Regions from separate parts of the Danio rerio genome. Here all the other regions are linked to region 1. The links are chromatin contacts, called in public Hi-C and HiChIP or PLAC-seq maps. All regions are on one chromosome and are shown on one strand. Each heading gives the region's core, a stretch centred on a gene start, on an enhancer-like site or on the middle of the called end of the contact. The rest is flanking DNA. Distances are from core to core; before and after follow the strand shown. Region 1 holds the start of enc2 (ectodermal-neural cortex 2). Region 2 holds the start of sv2bb (synaptic vesicle glycoprotein 2Bb). Region 3 holds the start of akap13 (A-kinase anchoring protein 13).

What was found. A called contact is a pair of places that touch in the nucleus more often than the background predicts. HiChIP or PLAC-seq counts read pairs in DNA pulled down with a chosen protein or histone mark.
Region 2: a contact with region 1 is called in an H3K4me3 HiChIP or PLAC-seq map of embryo, with 2.9 times the contacts expected there. The contact joins the promoter of sv2bb here to the promoter of enc2 in region 1.
Region 3: a Hi-C map of hematopoietic stem cells shows a contact between it and region 1, with 4 times the contacts expected there. The contact joins the promoter of akap13 here to the promoter of enc2 in region 1. A contact is called at or near these places in 4 of 18 Hi-C or Micro-C datasets (caudal fin, fibroblasts, hematopoietic stem cells and 1 more) and 2 of 4 datasets of contacts at active chromatin or transcription factors (caudal fin and embryo).

The regions. Positions count from the first base shown.
Region 1 is chr25:12,204,099-12,208,601 of GRCz12tu, forward strand. It overlaps enc2 (ectodermal-neural cortex 2), which reads right to left and starts at 2,261. Exons shown (of 5, transcript XM_073942911.1): 1 at 2,138-2,261; 2 at 1,888-2,039. The region is part of intron 2 of agbl1 (AGBL carboxypeptidase 1); the gene reads left to right.
Region 2 is chr25:11,908,947-11,913,449 of GRCz12tu, forward strand. sv2bb (synaptic vesicle glycoprotein 2Bb) reads right to left here and starts at 1,966. Exons shown (of 13, transcript XM_005161518.6): 1 at 1,819-1,966.
Region 3 is chr25:11,930,077-11,934,579 of GRCz12tu, forward strand. It overlaps akap13 (A-kinase anchoring protein 13), which reads left to right and starts at 2,409. Exons shown (of 36, transcript XM_073942868.1): 1 at 2,409-2,790.

The sequences.
Region 1 (4,503 bases), core at 1,011-3,510:
CATGTTGACACAAGGGGTGCTACAGTGAGTGTTTTCAGCCTGTGGAAGAGCATTTACTTTCTGAAAAGTAAAAACATCTTGTCATTGAGTTAGTGCTCTTAAATGGACAATCTTGTACTTTATCTACCTCTTAAAGCTTAACGTAAGCATCTTAACACCATCAATGCCACGGTCAATGCTACCATTAACTATTTTTAAGAGTAATTAATATATAATAACACACTTTTGTGGATACAAGTGGGGCTGGGGGATATGGCAAAAATGTCTCGATAATTATTTCCATTTTGAATGATAACTATATATTTCGATATAAGTTGTTAATGCTTCCATATTTAAAAGAGTACCCCAACAATGACTGAAGCCACAAAAATTTGAGGGTCCATCAAGTGGCATAACACATTTTAGGCCAATAAATTTCAGTTCTAAATGTTCTAATTTTATGTCTCTAATGCTTACAGATTTAAAAGAGTACCCCAACAATCACTGAAGCCACAAAAAATAGAGGGTCCATCAAATGGCATTACATATTTTAGGCCGTTAAAATTTTCAGCGCCAAAAATTCTGTACATCTCTAATATCAACACACTTTTAGATTCTTATTGTTGCACATTGCTGCTGTGTGATTGGCTTGTAGATCAATATTGAGTAAAAAAATGTCCAGAGCTATTATTATTAACACATATTTTATCCTGATTCAATATAATATTGTTTATTGGCTCAGCCCTAGATACAAGCCAAATGACAAAAACATATTGTTCCTAAACTTCACTAAATTTAAATATTTGTACTTGTGTGATAGCACTTAAAAGTTGGCTGCTATTGTTACAGAAGGTTTTAAGTGTGGCCATATTAGTTATGTCGACATTGTAAATGGAAAAACAGTGAACATATGAAAATTTGTCATATGCTCAGTTCCTTATTTCTTATGCTTGCAAGAAGTGCTTCTTCTCAACAACTCAAGGAGAACCATAACTAAACATTTTGTTCATACTGTATTTGTAATTTAACAACCCACTTTTAGGACATGAAGCCTTTAAAATGACCTAATGAATCTGGTGTTGGATTAAAGATGCATCTGAAAACTAGAACTGAAAACTGAGGCGAATAATTTAAGTATAAAGGTAATGTTAGGACCATTCACACTTTGCAAGAGTAAGCAGCCAATTTGAAGTTAGACAGGCACTTGTTTACTTGAACTATGACCAATGTAAAAATAACTGGACTGAACTTCAAATTCCGTCGTTGTATAAGAAATCTGAGGCCATGGATGATTCAATAAGACTAATTTTCCTGTCTTTTGTATCACAAAAAAAAGAAATAAATAAAATAAAATTTATATATATATATATATATATATATATATATATATATATATATATATATATATATATATATATATATATATATATATATATTCCCAATTAGTAAAAAACTACAGTGGGAGCAGGTGCTCTGAGGCGCGGGCTTGAAAAAACTAAACAAACAAAACACAATTTCCTTCAGTCATTTCCAATAGTTCCCCTCTCGCCTCCTTTAGACTTTATAAACTGAAGAAATATATTAGTGATACAAATACATAACGCGACAAATAAGACAATTTCTGCGACTTTTTTGCGCTGCAAGACTTTAGAAATGCGCGAACTCGAGCTACAGTTAGCCATCTCGCTAGTGCGCTAAACAATGGAAAAGACACCTGAAAAGCTAAATAACTCATACTGAGGTAAAATCTAATCAAGCCAAAATGTAAACCCAGTAATATCAGAAATGACAGATTTGTCTAAGCTTAGTCTTACGGCGACCGCTGTGAATAAGAGGAGCTAATGCTGTTAGCGGAGAGTCGCAACTCAGTGTATTGACATGCAGAAGAAAGCCTGACAAACTCCTGACGATTAGAGAGACGTAAAGACGCTGCTCTCCCTGTAAGCGATCATTATCTTCCGATTTACACCCGTTTCTCCTTCTGGAAGAAGCGAGATGTGGTCACCAATCCCTATCCAGCTCACACCTAATCCTGACTGAGTGTATTGGCTTTTCCAGCTCTGCCAAAAACAGGAAGAACAGTGCAGATGTTGATTATTAGAGGGTTATTCATCTCAAGCTTTTTGTTCTAATATAACAAAAAACTTGGTATACTTACAGTGTGCTGGACGCTAGTAAGAAATCCTGACGTTGTGCGGTTTTAAATTTTGAAAAGGAATCATAGTTTTGTTCGCCTCTTGTCTGGTCGGCTGGGTTACTTTGTCCACATTCCAGTCCTCACTGATGAAAAACTGTAGAGTCTCCTAAGGTAATATCCAAACGCAGGGAATGGGTTGTAGCGAGTGATTGACGCGCCGTCGACCAATCACGAGCTGAGAACTTATGCAAATATAAATTGTAGCCAATGGGAGCGCTCCAACCTAAAGTTCTGCGCTGTTTTCTATACGAAGCAGCCAATGGATGAAAAGTGGGCGGAGCGTCACGATGGGCGATGACAGGCCATCACAACAATTAGAAGAGAAGTATGTTTACATATGCTTCTTCAAATTGCAACAATGACAAAACATTCATCGGGCATGGTGGCATTTCTACGTATAAATGATTATATAGGACTATTTTAACAGGAAATCAAAACAAGACTTACTTAAATTTCCTTTATAGAATTGTTAGTTTTTTTCCCGTTTTGCCACATCATCAGCATCCTCCAGCATGTAGTTCTATTAGTTTATATATATATGTTTGTTTATAAGTAGACTACAAGCCTTGTAAAGAGATTTCTATACACAATGCATATAGCTCCATCTAGTGGATGTAGTGTATTGTAGTGTATTCATAGCTGTGATAAACCATATCATAAATTCAACATTGTTTACCTCGAGTATAATAAGTGATTTATATATTAACAACACTGCATTTGGTATTAATCAGTATAAATGTCATTATAAATTCATATTTTATCACTTATAAAATGATCCTTAAGGGTAAAGTTATATTAATATTAAAAATATTTCCAATACCTGTTAATGGCTGGTCAGCCATGACAATTTACTCATTTATTTTCTTTTCAGCTTAGTCCTTTTGTTATTCAGGGGTCGCCACAGTGGAATGAACAGCCAACTTGTCTAACATATGTTTCACGCAGTGGATGCCCTTCCAGCGAGAGGGTGCTCGCTGCAGAGCCATTTGAGGAGAGCTGAGCTCCAGCGAGGGGGAGCATGAGCTGTCGCTCCTCCTTCTGTAAGCTGTTTTAATGCGTACACCAACCCCACCCCTAACCCTACCCCCAGTGACATCACTCATAGAAGAAGTGCAAAAAAGGTGGAGCTCAAGCTTAAGCTCCCCCTCGCTGGAGCTCAGCTCTCCTCAAATGGCTCTGCAGCGAGCACCACTTGCTTCCAGCTGCAACCCATCACTGGGAAACACCCATACACTCTCATTCACACGGACACTGTTTAGTTTACTCAATTCACCTATAGTGCATGTCTTTTGGACTTGTGGGGGAAACCAGAGAAACTCCAAAGGAAATTAATGCGAACACTAGTAGAACATGCAAACTCCACACAGAAATGCCAACTGACCCAGCCAAGGCTCGAACTAGCGACCTTCTTGCTGTGAGGTGACCGCGGTACCCACTGGGCCACCATGCTGATCAAAAAAATCTACTGAACTATTAAATGGATCATTAATTAATTCATTAATTTATTCATTCATTCATTCAAGGTAAATAAAATAAATGTGGATTTGTAAATATCGAACTGTGTCAGGTGTCGCCACAGCAGAATGAACGGCCAACTTATCCAGATTATGTTTTACACAGCGGATGCCCTTCCACCTGCAACCCAGTACTAGGAAAGATCCATACACACTCATTCATACACTACGGCCAATTTAGTTTTTCCAATTCATCTATATCACACGTAGGGAAACCAGAGCACCTGGAGGAAACCAGGAAAACATGCAAAGTCCACACAAAAACACCAATTGAACTGACAAAATTAAATGTTGCAACTGACCCCTTGCAGAGGGACGGTTGCAACAACCCACAGAAACAATTGCAACAGTCATTAAAATGTAATCATAAAACGAAATCTAAAACACCAGGTTGGATGTTCTTTTTATTGTTTTGGTAAACAGACTAAATTTAAATTGGTTAAATTGTTAGATGTGTTAAACTGGCAATATAAATACAGGGTCACACTTTACAATGTTCATTAGTTAATGTTAATTAATGCATTTACTAAGATGAACAAACAATGAACAATACATTTACTACTGTTTTGTTCATGTTAGTTAACGTTAGTTAATGAAAATACAGTTGTTCATTATTAGTTCATGTTAACTCAGTGCATTAACTAATGTTAACAAGCATGGACTTGAATGTTAACAATGCATTTGTAAGTGTTCAATTATGATTAATAAATGCAGTACATGTGTTGTTTATGATTAGTTCATGTTAGTAAATGCATTAACTAATGAACCTTATTGTAAAGTGTTACCAAATACAGACTATTAAATGAACAAGCA
Region 2 (4,503 bases), core at 716-3,215, 300 kb before region 1:
GCAAAAACTAGCCTGAATTCAATTGAAGCCAGATCAGTCTCAAAAATTTACAAAATGAAATTCATACATGCGCAGCACAATTCACATTCACAAAATTGAAAAAAATTAAACACAAAATTAAAAAATTATAAAGTAAAAATCTGAAATATTTTCGCCAAATGAACTGAATTTGTGTATTTATGAATCATGTTTTAAATTTACCAATTGGATTTGTGTATTTACGAATCCTCTTTTGAATTTTTTAATTGGATTTGTGTATTTTTTTAATTGTGTTTTGAATTTACAAATCGTATTTGTGCATTTTCAAATCATGTTTCGAATTTACGAATTGAATTGTGTATTTTCGTATCATGTTTTGAATTTACGATTTGGATTCATGTATTTTCGTATTATGTTTTGAATTTACGCATTGTACTTGTGTATTTTCATATCATATTTTAAATTTACAAATTAGATTTGTGTATTTTCAAATTGTGTTTTGAATTTACGAATTAGATATGTGTATTTTTAAATAATGTTTGAAATTTATGCATTGGATATGCATATTTTCATATCATATTTTAAATTTACAAATTGGATATGTTTATTTTTTTATATCGTGTTTTGAATTTAAGAATTGAAGTTGTGTATTTTCGTATCGAGTTTTGAATTTACAAATTGGACTTGTGTACTTTCATATCGTGTTTTAAATTTACGCAGAGAATATGTGTATTTTGTATCATATTTTGAATTCATAGAGTTTGCTCTGCTAACTCAAAGCATTTTCCAAGATCTCTTTTTTTTTCCTCGCCACGAGGTGCCTCTAATAAGTCATATTTCTATAACATGTTTTCTGCCTTTGATCACCAGGAATCCTCGGAGGAGCCATTTGAAAGCAACAGAAGACAGCTAATGATCCACATATGTCTACGATGGTGAGATGGAAACGTTTGTTTGGTTTACTTAGTCCTCCCGTATGAATAAGTTCACCTGCAGTTACACATGTAGCACAGTACTATTAATACAAACGTTTCTTAATAATGATGATATTAATGAACATTTTTTTGAGTCTGAGATAGCGCTTCTGGTGCCTGCAAGACATTTAGAGGATATAAATAATGCATATGTTTTTATCCATTGCAAGAAGATCCCCCCCACCCTTCGGTGCACAGTTTATAAATACACTAGCAACTACAACTAGCATTCGCCCACATATCTCTGAACACGCATAGTGGAGTGCATTTAATATGACACATTATAGTTTAATCAGTTCACACGCTTGCATCATTGCACAATCTCATTCTCATAAACTTAATGGCGCTTTTCATGTCAAAAAGACGAGGCCAAGAGATTTTTCTTCCTTTCTACCAAAGAAATCACGAAAAAAAAAAAACAAGTTTCGTTATCAAACTTCTCTCCTCGATTGATGATCGTTCTGCTTTTACGATCGTGCACTTTATCATATTAGATTATTGCATCACTTAGTCTCTGCGGGAGAAATATTTTCGGTGAGTATTGATTATGTAACTGCTTCCAAAAACTACTAGGCAGCAACCTAGACGCTCATTGATTCATTCTATAAGCAGAGTCATCATCTAAATGCCTTTAAACCATCTATTTGAAAGAAAAAACTCCTTTGGTTGAGTTTTCTGTGCAGCGACGCTTGGCTTTTCATGCCTCTGTGAGCTTCAAACAGGCTTCTTTCCTTTAATATTTCATAAACTTTTACTCCCTGCAGTGCATTGCAGTCTCTAGCATAGACTTTCATAAGAAACAAAGCAGAAGAAATCCCTTAGATCTAGCACACAAGGCATGTAAACAAACAATCAACTTTCTTACCGTCGAAATTATGCTGACTTGGCATCAAATTAGTCCCTCTGTTTAAGAAAAAAGTAAAGTCTCCCAAAAAGACGGAGTATCCGGCCTGAGTTTAAACATGGAGAAGAGAGAGAGGGATCATCCAGACAGCCACAGAGATGCTGAACAGGAAGATTAGGATGCGAGCGCTCGCACTCACACTCTCCATCCCTCCTCCCGAGCCGTTCATTATAGGAGGAGCTTGCAGAACACGCCCAAACAACTCACAATGGTAGAGTCCAAGCCTACCTCTGCTCCACACTCACTCCCACATGAACCAGAGCTGGCGGGAGGAGCACGTACTCTGCGTGTGTGTGTGTGTGTGTAAGAGAGAGAGAGAGAGAGAGAAAGAGAGAGATACTGTAGAGAAAAAAGGAATGCACATCAGGGAGGAGGACTTGGGCTTGGCAGATGGATAGTTGCTGATGGGGGAGGGAGTCTCTGCTTTATAAATGACGGATGAGTTTGGTTAAATGGACACTGGGGTGAAAATGCAAAACAATAGCTCACCTGGGCACATCCATCCTTCTATCTATCTATCTATCTATCTATCTATCTATCTATCTATCTATCTATCTATCTATCTATCTATCTATCTATCTATCTATCTATCTATCTATCTATCTATCTATCTATCTATCTATCATCTATCTATCTATCTATCTATCTATCTATCTATCTATCTATCTATCTATCTATCTATCTATCTATCTATCTATCTATCATCTATCTATCTATCTATCTATGTCTGTCTGTCTGTCTGTCTGTCTGTCTGTCAATCATCAAGCTATCTATCTATCATCAACTATCTGTCTGTTTTATCATGCTATCTGTTTTCTACCTGTCATCCATCAATCTATCATTTATATATCTATTTAAATGTCTATTTATTTGTCTTGCCATTCATTCATTCATTCATTCATTCATTCATTCATTCATTCATTCATTCATTCATTCTGTGTTTTATTTATGTTTATCATTCCATATGTATTCTGTATCCATCTGTCTATCATTTATATATCTATTTAAATGTTTGTTTATATATATATAGCCTTTCATTCATTCATTCATTCATTCAATTATTCATTCATCTTATGATTTATTTATGTTAGTCTATCCATTTTTCTATAATTTACACATTTATTTAAATGTCTACTAATGTCAAGCCTTTCATTCATTCATTCATTCATTCATTCATTCGTTTGTTCGTTCATTCATTCATTCATTCATTCATTCATTCATTCATTCATTCATTCATTCATTTATTCATTCTTTCCTTGATTGATTCTGTGTTTTATTTATGTTCATTCATCCATCTGTATTCTGTATCCATCTGTCTATCATTTATATATATTTAAATGTCTATATATGTCTAGCCTTTCATTCATTTAATCCTTCATTCATTCATTCATTTATTCATTCATTCATTCATTCATTCATTCATTCATTCATTCGCTCATCTTGTGTACTATTAATGTTCATTCATCCAACAGTATTCTCTATCCATCTATCCAATTGTATCTCTGCAGTAGTTATCATATTTCCATCATCTATCTATTCATAAATACATCCATGCATCAATATTTGTATTTATATCTGTCATCTGCTGTTTTCGTCAACCTATCATTTGTTCATCAACTCATCTCTAAATTGCTCATTCATCTTTCCACTCATCCATTCATCCATCTTTATTCATTCATTAATATTCCAGTTGATTATTTATCATCTATCTAAACATCTACACAATAATTCATTTATCTATCCGTCCATCTGTACTATTTGAATCTATCTATCTATCTATCTATCTATCTATCTATCTATCTATCTATCTATCTATCTATCTATCTATCTATCTATCTATCTATCTATCTATCTATCTATCTATCTATCTATCTATCTATCTATCTATCTATCTATCATCCATCCATCCATCCATCCATCCATCCATCAATCATATTCATCTCATGAAGGGAAGAAGCATCACGATTCTTCTATTGTTTACTGACTGCAGTGCTCTCACCTGGCAAGGAGCATGTGCGTGCCAAAGAGCATCAGGGTTTGCCATATGGAAGTGCTGCACACTCTGTGCTTACGAACAATGACTCGCCTAAAGCCTTCGATAACTCATGTTTACAAAGCAGATGAAATATACATTGTTGTGTATTGCTCAGTCAAGTATCCCATGCACTGAATGTATTTAGTTTCACATTTACCCAGCGCCATTAGTGCTGACAGACATATGAGTTTTGATCCATATTTTGTTGTGGCATGCTTTATTCCACATATTGTAAGTAAATATTCAGAGGAATATTTGGAACTGATTTATTTAAATGAATCATTTGAATACACTGATTCATTTTACCTACATTTTTCACTGATTTTTACATGAAGCATCTCCCCAAAAATAAGCTACTGAAAAAACTGAAGCTACACTTTTCAGAACAGCTCACCTCAATTTGTGGTGTTGTTGTCAAAATCTATTGGCACAAAATGAAAACAGAATAAAGCAATAGATCAAATCTTTCACTTGCATAAGAAACCATGTTCTTGCTGTTATTCTGCACCAGCCTACTGCATAATACATTTCTGAACCGGCTATGATGAATAAAGTCATGCAGCATTTATATGGTGCAGGGGGAAAGACTTTCTGCCTGATCTAATATGGAG
Region 3 (4,503 bases), core at 1,159-3,658, 270 kb before region 1:
CGCAGCACTGTGAGGAAAGAGAGAAAATAAGTGTGAAGACAGAGAAGGCAAGTAATGAGACTATAACCGAAGACTTAGACGTTTGGCATATTTAGTAAACCTTTATCTGAATTCATGCATTCTTAATGAATCCTTCAGAATGACAGACAGAATTAAAGGATGGATAGAAAAAACGAATGATAAAAGAAACAATGAAATGAGTGATAGATTTAGTACAAAAGAGATGCCAGGAGTTATATAGAGAGTAGAGAGTAATCTTATCATAATAGAATGACAGAAATCAAACACAATTGAATGATAGAACAAATGTATGATAAATAGGTTGACCGAAAACATTAATGATAGATAGACAGAGACAGATAGATAAATAGATAGATATATTAACAGACAGACAGACAGACAGACAGACAGACAGACAGACAGATTGATTAACAAACAGGAAGGCAGGCGGATGGATGGATGGATGGATGGATGGATGGATGGATGGATAGATAGATAAATTATTATGATAATTGTAGTCAGTAACAAAATCTTTTGATTACTTTTAGATTACTATTGAAATAGATTACTTAAAAAAACTACCCCTAAATTGACAAGTATGGAATAGATAATATATAATTAAATTGATCTACACGTGGCTGTTCTATATTGTAAATATTTAAAGCTAACCAATTTTACAAGCAGTAGAATTTGTTTTAGAAAGAAAAAGAGAAAAAGCTGAAATGGGAAAATATCGATAAATTATGAATAATTTACAAATGTGTTTGATCATGTAATCCATAAACATATGGAGCCAGATCAGTCACAAAGATAATACATTTACAAAATACAATTCACAGATCCACGACACAATTCACAAAATTTAATTTGTAAGTTTGAAACACTATTCATAAATACACAAACTCAATTCGTAAATTTAAAACACGATTTGAAAATACTCAAATACAATTCGTAAATTCAAAACACGATTTATAAATACACAAACTCAATTCGTAAATTCAAAACATGATTTGAAAATACACAAATCCAATTTGTAAGTTTGAAACACGATTTATAAATACAGAAAAGGGTAGCACGTTCGCCTCACAGCAAGAAGGTCGCTGGTTGCGGCTGGAAGGGCATCCGCTGCGTAAAAACTTGCTGGATAAGTTGGCGGTTCATTCCTCTGTGGCGACCCCAGATTAATAAAGGGACTAAGCCGACAAGAAAATGAATGAATGAATGAATAATTCAAAACATGATTCGAAAAACACAAATCCAATTCGTAAGTTTGAAACACGATTCATAACTACACAAATCCAATTCGGAAATTTAAAACACGATTCAAAAATTTTAAAAATGCATTTCGTAAGTTTGAAACAACAAACTAAATAAGATAAAATTAATTAAAATTAATGTTTTATTAATATTATTTCTCAGTGTTTTCACGTAATAAAGACTTAAGCTGAACATATTCATTTGTTTATTTTCTTGTCGGCTTAGTCCTTTTATTAATCCGGGGTCGCCACAGCGGAATGAACCACCAACTTATCCAGCAAGTTTTTACGCAGCGGATGCCTTTCCAGCTGCAACCCATCTCTGGGAAACATCCACACTCACATTCACACCCACACTCATACACTACGGTCAATTTAGCCTACACAATTCACCTGTACCACATGTCTTTGGACTGTGGGGGAAACTGGAGCACCCGGAGGAAACCCACGCGAACAAGAAACGCCAACTGAGCCAAGGTTCGAACCAGCGACCCAGCAACCTTCTTGCTGTGAGGCGACAGCACTACCTACTGCGCCACATTCTCTCCGATTCATAAATACACAAATCCAATTCGGAAATTCAAAATACGATTCAAAAATACATAAATATAGTTCATTTGGCGAAAATGTTTATGATTTTTAATTCTGAATTCTTGAATTGTGTTTACAAATTTGATTTTGTCAATGTGATTTGTGCTGTGCATGTATGAATTTCATTTTGAAAAGTTATTATTTTTTAGACTGATCTGGCTCCAAATTTAATCCAGTCCGAGGATCCCTTGTAATAATTCAACCGGCCACCAGAGGTCAGCCAATATCATTGTATATATTTCCAGTGGGCATTGAGTTTCAAATACGAAACACTTGACAACTAAAAAGAACACACTGGCATTCAGCAATCGCTTCATAAACAGACAGTCATCACTTATAAATATCCATGAATTAAACAAATGAAACATTTAAACGCCACTCAAACACTATCAAGGCCAAACCCTAAAATTAACCCCAAAACATCACATTAATAACTCCAAATACCTACAACAAAACGGAAAATAAGTTTGAACAAACATTCTATTGAAGCCGGTTGAATGAACACACTGTCAGGCATGCGACAGTCAGAGTCGGTAAAGAGACACTGCTCCCAAAACTGCTGGTCCCGCCCCTATCAGACATGCGGGCTTGAAGAATAGAAGTTGCTACAGTGGAACTAACAAAGTGATTTGTGTCTCTACATTTCTGAGACCTTTTAAACTCGTCAAATCCCGCAGCGCCGAATAAAAGCTGCAACACTGTAATGCTCGAGTTGTTTAGTTACATTTTAAAGCGTTACTTCCAGTCAGACGCAACGTTGTAACTCAGTAGTTTGCCTCGAGACGTCCACATTGAACAACTTGTTGGATTGAAGCACAGTTTGGCGTGTTTGGGGTAACCAACCAGAGTCCCAAAAGAAACAATGTCGGATGGGGATTTGTGAGCTTTTAAAAGGAATGAGAGTGAACCAAAGAAGCACGCTTTGAGCAGTGCAGCGTTCGAGGTAAGATATATTTGAGTTTCCAAACAAAGTCATTGTTATACGATGTTACCAGGGGTCGAGGGTTTGTGTTTAGGGGGCAGAATTTTGTTTTAGTCACATTAACCTGCAACGACAAGTGAAGTCCTGCTGGTAGAGCCATCTTAAATTAACTGTACCTTTGTCGTTGTATCTGGTTTCTGGCTGGCCTGTAACTGTATCTCATGTCATTTGTTTTATTACTAATGTATTTATTGAGTTGATGTTAGTTATGAAACAAGTAACGTTAGAGTACTTTCTAAATAACTCGATTTTTAGGTACGTTTTTTCCGTATGACATTTATAACTAATCGCAAACAGTCGTCGTAATAGTCGCACTATATTGGAAATGTCATTTTAATTAAATACGTATGTATTGGTCAGATGGTAGTTTTAGACAAGCTATAAAACTATCATGTTCCAAAACGCCTATCAGCTTTCCAGCAGGCACTTAGGGACGTTTAGGTTTAATGGCTTTAAATATCCTTTAATTACACACACACACACACACACACACACACACACACACACACACACACACACACACACACACACGTACAGTTTTTGGCATATATAAGTACACCCCTCACAAATCTCTCTTTTAAATGTATATTTTTTTTGTAGGAAGCTCTACAATATTATATTGGCGCATATATTATATATATATATATATATATATATATATATATATATATATATATATATATATGTATATGTATATATATATATATATATATACATTAGATTATAGAGGTAAAGTTGGTTTTATATTCGCACATTCGTTCATTTAGAAGTTTCTGTGTTGTTTACATTGAATATTTGGTTGGAATTAGCATGCAAGTATGACTTCTAAACAGCATTAACACTATCTAATTCACTGTAAACAATGTTATACTTTGACAGTCTCTGGCTGCTAATATGAATTCCCTATTTAGAATTTGCGAAGAATACTTTTCTGAAATTATATTATAAAGGAGAATGTCTGAATATTCAAATAAAAAAACAACTTTACTACTGTCATTAGATTAGTCAGTACTGAAGCCTGATCTGGAGCTTATCTAACAAAATAACTTACGATAATACCGGTCCAAAAACTTGTACACAAATCTATATGTTATAGAAAAATATTAAATAAAAATATAAAAAAAGAAAAAAAACAAGAGAAGCTAAAAAATTGAAAAAAAATTTTTTTGAAGGTTGTATTTTTTTTTTGAATATTTAGCTTTAATTGTATTTGTTTCCATTTTTAAATATGTTTGGTGACTAAAATATTATTTTAATAAATATATCTTTTTCATAAATCTGTTTTGTTTAAAAGAACCGAAATACACTGTCTATATTAAAGTATTATCTTGTCTATAAATCACTAAATGGCCAAGGACCTCAATACATTATAGATATGCTCACTGAACACAAACCTTACAGATCACTCAGATCTTTAGAATCATATAAACTAGAAATTCCAAGAGTTCAGTCAAAGCAGGGTGAATCCGCCTTCAGCCACTACGCACCTCGCTGCTGGAATCAGCTTCCAGAAATGATCAGATGTGCTCCAACATTAGTCACATTCAAATCAAGACTGAAAACACATCTGTTTAGCTGTGCCTTTACTGTATAAGCACTGTGCTACAGTACGTCCGACAGATAGCACTATTATGTTTTTCGTTTTCTTTTTCATTCTTTTATAACCTGTTTTAA